Regions from separate parts of the Mus musculus genome. Here region 2 is linked to region 1. The links are chromatin contacts, called in public promoter capture Hi-C maps. All regions are on one chromosome and are shown on one strand. The core of a region is the stretch at or near the end of the contact, and the rest is flanking DNA. Distances in the headings are between cores, read along the strand shown.

Evidence for each region. Promoter capture Hi-C pulls out the DNA fragments that hold promoters and counts their contacts.
Region 2: a contact with region 1 is called in a promoter capture Hi-C map of hippocampal neurons, with 2.5 times the contacts expected there. The contact joins the enhancer-like site here to the promoter of Ate1 in region 1. A contact is called at or near these places in 4 of 39 promoter capture datasets (the 3T3-L1 cell line, embryonic stem cells, hippocampal neurons and 1 more), 3 of 484 Hi-C or Micro-C datasets (stem cell-derived neural stem cells, uterus and ventricular fibroblasts), 4 of 115 datasets of contacts at active chromatin or transcription factors (astrocytes, bone marrow-derived macrophages, large pre-B cells and 1 more) and 3 of 9 other capture datasets (adipose tissue, liver and pancreatic islet).

Annotation. Positions count from the first base shown.
Region 1 is chr7:130,517,981-130,523,904 of GRCm38.p6, forward strand. It overlaps Ate1 (arginyltransferase 1), which reads right to left and starts at 1,600. Exons shown (of 12, transcript NM_013799.3): 1 at 1,376-1,600. The coding sequence starts at 1,481. Gm4275 (putative uncharacterized protein ZNRD1-AS1) reads left to right here and starts at 1,611. Exons shown (of 4, transcript XR_869987.2): 1 at 1,611-1,865; 2 at 5,897-5,924.
Region 2 is chr7:130,889,932-130,895,655 of GRCm38.p6, forward strand. Plekha1 (pleckstrin homology domain containing, family A (phosphoinositide binding specific) member 1) reads left to right here. Exons shown (of 13, transcript NM_001346515.1): 5 at 2,250-2,347. Among named protein-coding and RNA genes, the nearest start is that of Mir7061, 15 kb to the right of the region's middle. Within about 2 kb of position 3,335, at least 108 of the 459 cell types and tissues checked have an H3K27ac peak or open chromatin away from gene starts, as enhancers often do. A contact at or near this core is called in adipose tissue, bone marrow-derived macrophages, hippocampal neurons and 2 more, where this site is marked.

The DNA.
Region 1 (5,924 bases), core at 350-2,849:
CTGAGCCTCAAAGGAATCCTCTGTAGTTCTGAGGCCACTCAGATATAACAAGAGTTCCTACAACAGTCACCCAACAGAAGAGTGCCTTACAGGAAAGACGAAAACTGAAATGCTGGGAATTTATAGTTATCTTTCTAGATGATAAAACTGTTCTTCAACAAATCTTGAAGCACAAAATATTTATATTGTCCAATTTTCTCTAATACGAAATTACTAGGGGTAGGGGTAGTAAGGTCCTCCCTATTAAAATATGTTTCAGTCACATAATACTGGCAAATATTATAGTCAGAATATAAAAATTCTGAAAAAGAATAGTATCTCTATCACTCAAAGTGAGCCACTGTCATTTGATGTGCTTTCTTGGCCTTATTTGGGCTTTATTGGACCGTATTCCTCTCAGCTGTCACGTGTACTCGGCTGTCATCTGCATCCTGTTTATTTAACCCTATGCTCCAAGCGTTTTTTTCACTTAACTGGTCTTCGTAATCCGTGCATCTAACGATTGTATAACTGTCTACCCAAGGCCGCGGTTCACCTAATAATACACTTTCTCCTAATAAACACTTTTAATGCATCCATAAACCAAAATCCCGTGCACAGCCAAACCACTAAACTGTCTTTCAAAACGGGTAAATCTCTAACCTAAATTTATAGTCAAGTTACCTTGCTTCCACCTGCAGGATTATTCTAAACCATCCATCCTAGATTCTGTATTTGCCGATCATGACACGGCAGACAATAAGTACATATTCGGCTTACAAACAAATCTTCCGTAAGAAACCTGAATCCTAGCCCGGTGGTGATGCACACCTTTGATCCCAGACCCTCGGGAGGCAGGGGCAGGCGGATCTCTGAATTCCAGGCCAGCCTGGTCTACAGAGTGGATTCCAGGACAGCCAGAGCTACACAGAAAACGTTTGTCTCGAAAAGCCAGAAAAATAAAATAAAATAAAAAGAAAAGAAACCTAAAGCCTGAAGGAACACCGTTATTACGGTCTTCAAGATGGATTGGCACAATGACATGGTATAAATCCCTGATTTAAAAAAAAAGTCGAGCAGGTATTTTATCAAAATATCAAGCCGATCTCGGTTTCCAGTACGTTCTCCCAGACACTTTCTCCAAAATGACAGCGAACAGGTGTGCACGCACACGCCCCTCTACACATGCAGCAGGGGGCCTCGGCTGCCGCGGGGATGGATGCAGGGCGGCCGTCAGCTCCCAGGAGCCTCCCCATCTCCCTTCCCGTCTCCCAGAGCAGCCGCTGAGGGAGCAAGGGTGGAGGACACCCGGCTCTTCACGACGCTCCCCCAGGCTGCGGCCACCCAAGACCCTCACAGAGCCCGAAGCACACGCCCGCCGGCCGAGCTCGCTCACCATAGGAGCGACTGCCCAACTTGTTCTTGCAGTAGCCACACTGGAAGGAGGTCTGGCCCTCAAAATACTCTACAAGGCTAGGTGAAGGCGCGCTCCAAGAAGCCATGTCCGCGACCCCGCCGCCGCTGCGCCACCCAGTCCTACGCAGCCGCCGCTACCGCCGCCTTCGCCTCCACCACCCCACAATGCAACGCGCGCGCCTCCGAAGATCGCGCGAAGCCACTCGAGTGCTCCCGGGCTGGAAGGACCGGACGCCCTACGTCACTGACGCCGCCCGCGCCATGTTGACTGCGGGCAGCCGTCCGCTAGTTCCGTTCCTCCTCTGTGAGGGGCGGCTACCCCCTAGGGAGGGCGAGGGCGGGAAGACCGGGATGGAAAGGAAGCCGGCTGAGGAGAGACCAATGGGACCGGGAAGCTGGAGTCGGGTGACCAACGGCCTCAACCCGCGCGGCAGGCCTGCCAGGACGTAGCGAGAGCCTGGCTGAAGCCGGTAAAGGCGACCTGGACGGCGGGACACTCACCACACGACGTCTTGCCCTCCCTGGACTCGCAGTAGCCGCAGTAGTAGCCGGCCTTCAGGCCCTTGTATTCCACCACCGAGGCCATGGCCGCCGCTGTGGGCTTGAGGAGCGGCCACGCCTCTCAGCGCGGGGAACCTCGGGGAAGGGCCGAGAGCGCGGGGGTTGCCGGGTTCGCGGCTCTCCGCCGATCCCCGGTCAGGCCACTGGCCGCCAGCCTGGGTTGCAGGGGTGCGTCTCGGAACCCAGTGTTTAGTGGCCAGCAGGTTACTTGTCCAGTCAACAGCAGTCCTTGTCACTGACGCGATCTCTCAGCCCGCTTTACAGATAGGGAAACTGAGGCTCCAGGTTGGGATTCACCCGGTCATTTGCGCTCTGTAGTTGAAGGTTAACCTCGAGTTCTGCGCCTGACCACCTGTGAGGAACGAGGAGCCGGAGCTGGCTTGATAGAGAGGGATCTAGAATCCAAACAACTCTGCTAGAGCGGAATGTCCAATGACGAAGCGACACTTTCCTCTTTTAAAGGGAGTTTTAAATATCACTCAAAAAGAATTTTTAACTCTTCAGGCTGAACATTTACATAATCTGAATTCACTCCATGGGTCTCCAATTTGCAAAGAACGTGTTTTAGGGAATGAGGTTGTGAGGCAAAGTGTAAAAATAAAGGCATGCTCCTACCAAGATAATATTCCTTAGCTTTCTCCTCTGCGTACACAGATGTTTAAGTCTGTCTGGCATAATTTCCATAGTCGACAATATGGTGAATTCCTTTTTGCAGTGTCTAGAAAGTGCAATCAGGAAACTTTTTTTTTTAATTATGTTTGTGGGTGTTTAGCCTGCAAGTAGATATGTGTACAACCTTCATCCAATGCTGGAGGCATCCAGAAGGCATTGTAGACCCTGAAACCTTGACGGGCAGACAATTCTGAGCCACTCATGTAAGATTGAAAGGATGGAAAAATACAGCCTCAACTCCAGCCTCCTAAGAAGCCCTAAATACCACAAATTCCAGACCCTGCTCCCTGCCAGTATACAGGTAAAAGGTCACACTTCCGTGCTGTTCCAGGGCCCGCTTCCTGTATGGAACTAGGTGAAAGAGCATTAAGACAGACCCTTGAATACGTGATCCTGGCCTAGTAAGATAACAGGAGGAGAGGAGCTGACTAACTGCTTATCTAGCAACTGTAAAGTGCTTGCACAATGGAAGGAAAGATTACACACTGAAAGAACTGCGTGGGGTCTTGATGCTATGAAATGATTGGTTTGCGAAACGCAGGCTTTGTTGTAACCCCATAAAAGCTGTCCCAATTCTGCACTCGTGGTCCGTGGTCCTCTACCCCTGCGTGGTGTACTGGGCCCCAGAGCACGCCTGGAATAAAAAGTCCTCTTGCGGTTTGCATCAAGGCCGTTTCTTGTGAGTGATTTGGGGTGTCGCCTCTCCTGAGTCAGAACGTGGGGGAGTCCTCACTTTGTGGGTCTTTCAACATCAAATATGATGCTGGGAACCAAACTCTGTGTCTTCTGCAAGATCATCAAGTGCTCTTAACCACTGAGCCACCACCTCTCCTGCCGGTGAACAAACTTATTTTTCAACTGTTAATGAACCTAGATGACCTAGAACTCTGGACCTCCCCCCCCCCCGCCCCCCAGGCTCCACTGTGCTGGAATCCCGGGTGTGCACCACTGTACATGGCTAAATGTATAAACTTTTAAAGGAAATTTCAACGGTTTTGACCCTAAGGTTTTCCGTGCTAAAGATGCATCTAGTTAAGTTTAATAATGAATTCAGGGCCTGGTGACCAACGTTGTTCATACAGTTGTTTAAGAACCTAGCAGGTGACCATGTAATACAGAAGTGTAAAATTAGAACTTGTTGCAGCTCAGTGCCCATAGTTTTATGGAACACTTCATCTGCTTCATGTTTCATACCAAGGATCAATGGATTGACCCAAAGAGGGCAGAAGGCCCTGCTCTACATAGAAGGTACGCAGAAAGGCTTTTGACCTTTTCTTGAACAATAGCTCCCCATCCCACACAGCAGAAATAATTTCACTTTTTTTTAAAAGATTTATTTATTATGTCTAAGTACACTGTAGCTGTCTTCAGACACACCAGAGAGGCTGTCAGATATCATTACAGATGGTTGTGAGCCACCATGTGGTTGCTGGGATTTGAACTCAGGACCTTTGAAAGAGCAGTCAGTGCTCTTAACCGCTGAGCCATCTCTCCAGCCCTGATTTCACTTTTTTTAAAGATTATTTTTATTTTTGTGTATGATCGTTTTGCACACCAGTTCATGCCTGGTGCCTTAAGAATCCACATGAGGGCATAGGACCCCTTGGAACTAGAATTACAGACAGCCGTGCTCTGCCTTGTCGATGCTGGGAAACAGATCCCAGGTCCCCTGACATAGCAGCGAGTGATCTCAACTGTGGAGCCATGTCTTCAGCCCTCTGTCTCACTTTCTTGCCCCTTAGAGATATGGTCTTACTATGCAGCCCTGGCCATCCTGGAGCTCACGACGCAGGCCAGACATGGCTCAAACTCAGAAAGATCTGCCTGCCTCGGCATCTGAAATGCTGCAATTAAAGAAATGCACCACCACGACCAGTACTGGTTTCACTGCCCTTGATTTCTGTTACCCATTGTCAACCACTGACCACAGTTCAGTGTATAATGTCCTAAAATGAACAACTCAGAAGTTTTAAGCTGAGCATCATTGTGTGTCAGGTGATGGGACTGCTTGTTGTCCCTGGCACGTGAATCGTGGCCTGCAGTTCCATGCTGTATGTGTTACCTCCATCAGTTACTCTCCATTATTGACTGTCAGGGTATTGCAATCTCTGTGTTAAAGTAGCCCTGATTTACCAACTGATATCAAAGCTTAACAATAGTCATGCCACTATTTGGAGCATGCCAAAAATCAACCAGAAATTGCTTCTTTTAAGTGAACAGGAAAAAACTCTCCACTTAATTAGGAAAAAAAAAATCTTTACTGAGGTTGCTAAGATACAGTGCAATAAGACATCTTCAGAGAACTGAAGCAGGGGGATCACAAATTGGGAACCAGCCTGAGCTACAGAGCTACCCTGACTCAAAACAATATTTAGTTTTTCATATACTGGGTTCACATACATTGTTAATCTTTTACTGTGCCCAATTTATACATTAAACTTGGTCATAGGTATATATAGTTTGGGAGAAAAACTATATATAGGCTTCAGTACTATCTATCTACAGTTCCAGATATGCACTGGGGGTCTTGAAATAATAATATAGGGGGCTGGTGAGATGGCTCAGTGGTTAAGAACACTGACTGCTCTTCCTGAGGTCCTGAGTTCAATTCCCAGCAACCACATGGTGGCTCACAACCATCCGTAATGGGATCTGACGCCCTCTTCTGGTGCGTCTGAAGACAGCAACAGTGTGCTCAAATAAATAATTTTTTAAATTATAGATATAAAAAAATAAAAGGAAACTACTGTACTCTCCTCTCACTTTGCCTCAGCCTGAGGCAGTACACTCTAGAATATTCCAACCTTGTACAGTAATAATGAGAATGTCCTAAGTCCTTGGGCATGTATGGTAATTCACCTAGTATTACAACAACATTGTCAGATGGAAGAGGTAAAGCAGAAAGGCTGAATAACTTGCTGAATGCCGTGCAACAAGTAAGGGACAAACAGGAGGGATAAACAGTAATAAAAGGAACGCAAACGCCTTTAATCTTAGCACTGCAGAGGCGGATTGGATCACTGTACATCTGCGGTCTGAGCTGCACAGGGAGTTCCGGTCAGCCAGGGTTACGCAATGAGACCCTGTCTGGGAAAAAACAAAACCACAGGTACCGGGTGTCCACCTATGTGAAACAATGGTTCCTGGGTGGCTACATTCTGCTAAAAGCCAAAGACAGATATATTTTTTTTCTATTCTAGGCCAGATGAGAGGAGGGAAAGCAAAGCATGGGTTTGTCTTAACTGTGTTTCCCTTTCTTCCTTGACAGATGAAGCTGCTGATGCTGCTCACTTTCA
Region 2 (5,724 bases), core at 2,085-4,584, 370 kb after region 1:
AAAGTACAATTGATGACAGGTTTGTTTTTTGTTTTTTGGGGTTTTTTTTTTTGCTTTTCGGATGAATTTTTTTCTGTGGCATTTCATGGGGTGTACTTTGACTTCTTCTCTGTGACCCTAAGCTTAGCCAGGGAGCTCTGGTTAGAATGCCTCACTCTCAGGCCCAGTTCCAAAGTCTTGTGTTTGAAAAATAATTTTGTTTTTCCCTTGAGGGTTTTCATTTCCTTCTTCTCTTGGTCATATTCATCTGAGTGCTGGTGTATTAATTATTCAGGGTTATGGTGGAGGCTCTTCAAAGTTTTTTGTTTTCATTTGGTTTTGCGACAGGGTCTCTCACTCTGTAGTCCTGGCTGTCGTAGAACTCACTGTGTTGACCAGGCTGACTTTGGACTCACAGAGGCCTGCCTCTGCCTCCAAGAATTCTGGGATTAAAAGTATGTGCTACCATACCTGGCCTTGGAAGTTGATATTTGAACAATTTCAATTCCTACAGTAGTAGTTGATTTTCTTCACAAATGCATATGATATAAATAGGTGTGAAGAGCCCCTTATGGCTTGTAGACAGCTGTTTGCAGATGTGTTTTATGAAGTGGATCATCTCAGGCCCCAAGGGGTCATTTGTAAATTTCATAGAAAGTGTGCCCTTAATCCCAGAATTTGGAAGGCAGAGCCTGGTGGATCTCTGAGTTTGAGGCCAGCCTGGTCTGCATACTGAGGATGTAGGCCAGCCAAGGATACATAATATCTCAAAAGTAAAAGGTTTGTTTTATATTTTTTGTTGTTTTTGTTTGTTTGTTTGTTTACTTGTGTGTGTGTGTGTGTGTGTGTGTGTGTAAAAGCTCCAAGTGTATTTAAAATTAAATTAAATACAGACATTATTTTTGGGCTAAAAATATTATAGAGGCTAAGACATAAAGATGCTTATAAGCCTAAGTTATGGAGGTTTTCAAATATATGAAATCTACAAGATTAAAGGGAAAACTGATAGGATATTTGTTTTATCAAAGCTACCATACCAGTAAGAATTCCTGACAGACTGGGGCGAGTGCTTGTGATAAAGCAGTCGTTACTAGAAAAGCTCCTGCAGATCAGGAAATTCCAGCTGAGCAGCTCCAGAGAAGTAAGTCAGCACAGGAAATGCAGAACTCATGGAGCAATGGCAGGTGGTGGAGACACAAAACAAATTCAGATTCAAAGGAGGTCTGCTTATTTACTGATTGGCAACTAATTAGGTCACTAATAGAGTGCTGTATCAGTGAGGGTCTGTTGAATAGAAACACCATTTAAGGCATTTCTCTGTCCCAAGGTAATTATTACAGGTGGTTAGATGTTTCAGTGACTCAAACTTTGCTGACTCTGTGGCTAGGAGACAGGAGGACAGAGGTAAGACAAAGCCTTAGATCTGGAGGGGCTGCTGCCAGGAAGCTATGAAATAGAGGTTTAGACTCAGCCCTTAAGCTTCAGGACTTTAAAGCAAGGCTGTATATTTAGCACAAATGCTAATAACAATACAGATGAGAGTTATTAGAAACCTCGTGGACACAATTGGCAATTGGGAAGACGCTTTTGTATAGGGATTCAGCTTTTTGTTTGTTTTGTTTTGTTTTGTTTTGTTTTGTTTTACTGAGACAGGGTTTCTCTGTGTATCAGCCCTGGCTGCCCTGGAACTTGCTTTGTAGACCAAGTTGTCCTCAAAGTCACAGAGATCTACCTGCCTCTGCTTCCTGAGTGCTGGGATTAAAAGTAGGAGCCACCATAAAGTGCAAGAGGATAGTGGATCCCCTGGAGCAGGAGGTTCAGACAGTTGTGAGCTGTCAGGTGGGTGCTGGGAATTAAAGCCAGGTCCTCTGGAAGTATAGCCAGTGCTGTTAACTACTGAGTCATCTTTCTAATCCCCTCAAACAAAATTTTTAAATGTTAATTCTCTGTGACTCAATAAGTCTATATGAAGAAAATTATTCCACAGAAATACTGGCTGAAGTGTGAAGGAATCTCCCCAAGTGATACTTTATTGTGATGGCCTGTGTTAACTGAAGTATGCATCATTGGAGGACTGACTCACTATTTAGCAGTATCCTCATTTAGTGAAGGCTGGCCAGAAAAGAGTTCTGCCTGTGTAACTTAGCGATGAAAACAGTGGTTTTTTTATCTTGTAAAATCCAAGAGTTACAGTAAAACTTTTATAGATGTTCTAAACAGAATTTAGAGGTAACAAGTATAATATTTCATGCACTTTTTTTTTTTGACAGTTATGAATGCAGGAATGAGAAAATACTTTCTACAAGCTAATGATCAGCAGGACTTAGTGGAGTGGGTAAATGTCTTGAACAAAGCTATAAAAATTACAGTAAGTATTTTTTTTTGAAAAAGTTTCCCTTTACAGAAGTAATGTTTACATTATAAAAATGTGTCTAATGTCCTCAGTTTACCAACAGATTGCAGAGTCAAGCTTGGTTTAAAAGCTGTGTACTGACTGTGAGCCTCTGTCTAGTGTGTGGGGACTTAGGGCCTTGAAGGCTTTCCCCGTGTCCTTAGGGAGGATCCACATTTCTGTACATGCTGATTGTGCTTTTGTTTTGCATCTAGAATAGGATAAGAGGCTTTGACCACATACTCTGAGAATGGCATACGCTTTCTCCTTTTCTAAGCCATGACAGGAGAAGGTAGGTGTGGGCTGGGGCAGGTACAGGTCTGGGGATGAGTCTGAAGAGCTGTGGTAAGCAGAGGGTTCTGCCTGTGTGCTCTCGTGATGTCTGAGGCTCTGGACTTCTTTCACCTGTCCTTTCCCCTGGAGTTCCATGGCCTGCCGCTCTTCCCTCTGCTGATGCTACAGTGGCTGCTTAACAACTCTTTTCTTTTGGTTGGTTTCAAAAATGAACACCAGTACTTACTGTTACTGGGCCAGCAGGCAGGCTTCAGATGAAAGTTTGCCCTTAGCTTTCCAGAAAGATGAGCTGTGGATTCCTGCGCCCTGGACCCTGAATCTGTGGTGCAGTGAGCAAAGAACCCCTTCTTAAAGTCAGCCAAGCTTTTCTGAGCAAGTTGCTGCTGCTGCTGCTGTGCACACGGACTGCCTCTCTGCACCTTCCCTCCTCACACAGAGTAGACTGCCTGGACAGGGGTGGGAGGGACTCCTCCTGTGTGGGGCTGTATCAGCTAAAGTTTGTTCTTACTGAGTACAGTCATTTACTGGTCCTGGTCTACACAAGTGCCCTGAAAAGCAGTGCGTAAAGTCCTCATCTAAAGTGAGTGACTCCGTGTTTATGCCACACTGCAGCAGACTTCAGATAGCCAACCAAGGCTGTCCTTAGTTAGGTCACATTTTTTTGTATTGCACCAGAACAGCTTGTTACCACATGACAGAAAACACCCACACACCGCGTCTGATCTGTTCGTGAAGCAGAAGTTATTTGGGGACTTTTGCAGTTTCAGGAAAGCAGTATTTTTGAACAGACTCAGAAGTTTATGTTCTTATAAGGTCTTAGTCGATCGTTTTGAGCCCCTAATAAATGTTCCCTACCCAGAAGATGTGTTTATGGAGACTGCATGTAGTACTTTCCTGAATTCATTTTTCACAGTTTACAATAATAAGCAGAACTGGCTACTTTTAGTGATTTGGAGAAAAGTGGAATGAATAGACCCAGCATTTTACCAAGTTGGAATGCCTTGAGTTGTTACTTCATTTATTTGTGGAACTAAGTTTTTCACGTGCCATTGCAAACTTTTCAGCACGGAGGAGAAACTAACAGTGTTTAAGGTATAGACCTTTCATTAGCTCTTGTGATCTTGCAGCTTTATTTTATATGACATTTTTACTGTTTTTAGATAGATCTCGATACTGATTTTCATGAGTTTATAGTTCATATTTAGAAAGGTTAATACAAGTAAGATACAGAAGTCATCAGTGAAGTAAGTGACCTGAATGTAGAATTGGTAATCGACTGGAGCCAATTCCAGGCAAACAGGAGAATGAGAGAATCCCAGGCTTTACTACGTTATGTTTCGTTGGTGCTGGAGAGATGGCTAAGTGGTTAAGAGCACTGGCTGCTCTTGCAGACGACTTGGGTTTGGTTTCCCGTACCCATGTGACTGTCCATAACTATCTGTAACTCCAGTTTCAGGGAACACATACAATACTGTCCTCTGGCCTGCGGGTACAGACATGTAGCCAAAACACCCCATACACATAAACTTTTAAAAAAAAAAAGTTAAAAATAGATATTTTGTTAATTAATTAATTTTTTATTTTATTTTTTTTGAGACAGGGTTTCTTTGTGTAGCCCTGGCTGTCCTGGAACTCACTCTGTAGACCAGGCTGGCCTTGAACTTAGAAATCTGCCTGCCTCTGCCTCCCAAGTGCTGGGATTAAAGGCGTGCAGCCCATGCCCGGCCTCTTAAATTCTTTAGAATAAAAATTCTACCAGTTTAGACCTTATAGGCATTTTGCACATTTAAATATATTGGAGTGTGACATGTCTAATTTCATATTTAAATGGACAATAATTTACATGTAGGATCTTTGAAAAATTAATATTCCCATTTTAACACACGTAGTTTACCTTCCTTTTGAACCATTCCAAATGATATTTTGATCAACTAATTTAGTGGTCTACCGAGTACTATGTAATCTATACGTTTAAAATTTACAATTTGTTTTTCAGAGTGTGGTTTCAGCCTAGGGATTGTTAGAGCACTGTGGCTAAGAGCATGGTGATGAGTTGAGTGTTCGGTTTTAGGCGTGTACGGCCATAGTTCACTGCCCTTCACAGCTATAGTCTGGGTAACATTGTAAATTCTTTCCTAAATGTTTAAAGAAGAAAAGAAAAAAAGATTTGTAAAAGGTCAATATTAAAAGAAATAATCTTGAAGGATATTTTTACTGACTTGAGTTTTAAAAGTCAAAAGTGGAAGCAGGCTTTCAAATGTGTTAGTCTACTGTCAGTGTAGCAGCTCCTGGTCCCTTGCTGGTTGGGAGAGTGGTGAAGATGGCCATAGTTTTTTCCTAAGCAGAAGTCCACTATTTCTAAAATGTCTTTTTCCACCATAAGTTCTAACTTACAAGCTAGTCTTTTAAAGTTGTAGCAGAAATTTCACAGTGATTTTTTTTTTTTTTTTTTTTAAATGACAGCTGGGACAAGTAAGCTGAATTTTGGGTTAAAGAACAACCGGGCCGCCCTGCAGTGTTAACCAGGCCTTTGCGAGCCAGGCAGGTCAGATGGAGAGACACTTCCTGTGCAGGTCTTGCCACCCAGGAACTCATCAAATACTTTAGGTCTGCTCCGTCCTCTAGCTCTGCCCTCATTCCTGCTGAGTGGAATTTTACTCCCTTGTAACTTTTGAGAAGTCTGTAGCCTTTTTATTTATGCTAGTCATAAATGCTGAAGTCTGTTTTACTCAGTTTTTCTTCTCATTATTTTCTTTTCTGATATTGGGACATTCTATTGTGGTCACAGTAAATGCCTGCTAAGGACACATTTAGATCCCTCCTATGAAATCGTCCCGTGGAGCAGAAGCACATTAGGTACCTGGCTGTCCTCTGCCCGTTGATTTGGCTCTCCGGTGCTCATTCACAGTTGGCTGATTTGCAGGTGGCGTGGGGGTTCTTCATCTTAGTGTTTGGATTTGACTCACTTTCATTCAGAGTTGGTTTTGTAAATTCTAAGGGAGTTAATTTATTTCTGAATTCCTTGAAAACAAGGTTATTTCAACTTAAGTAATTTTTAT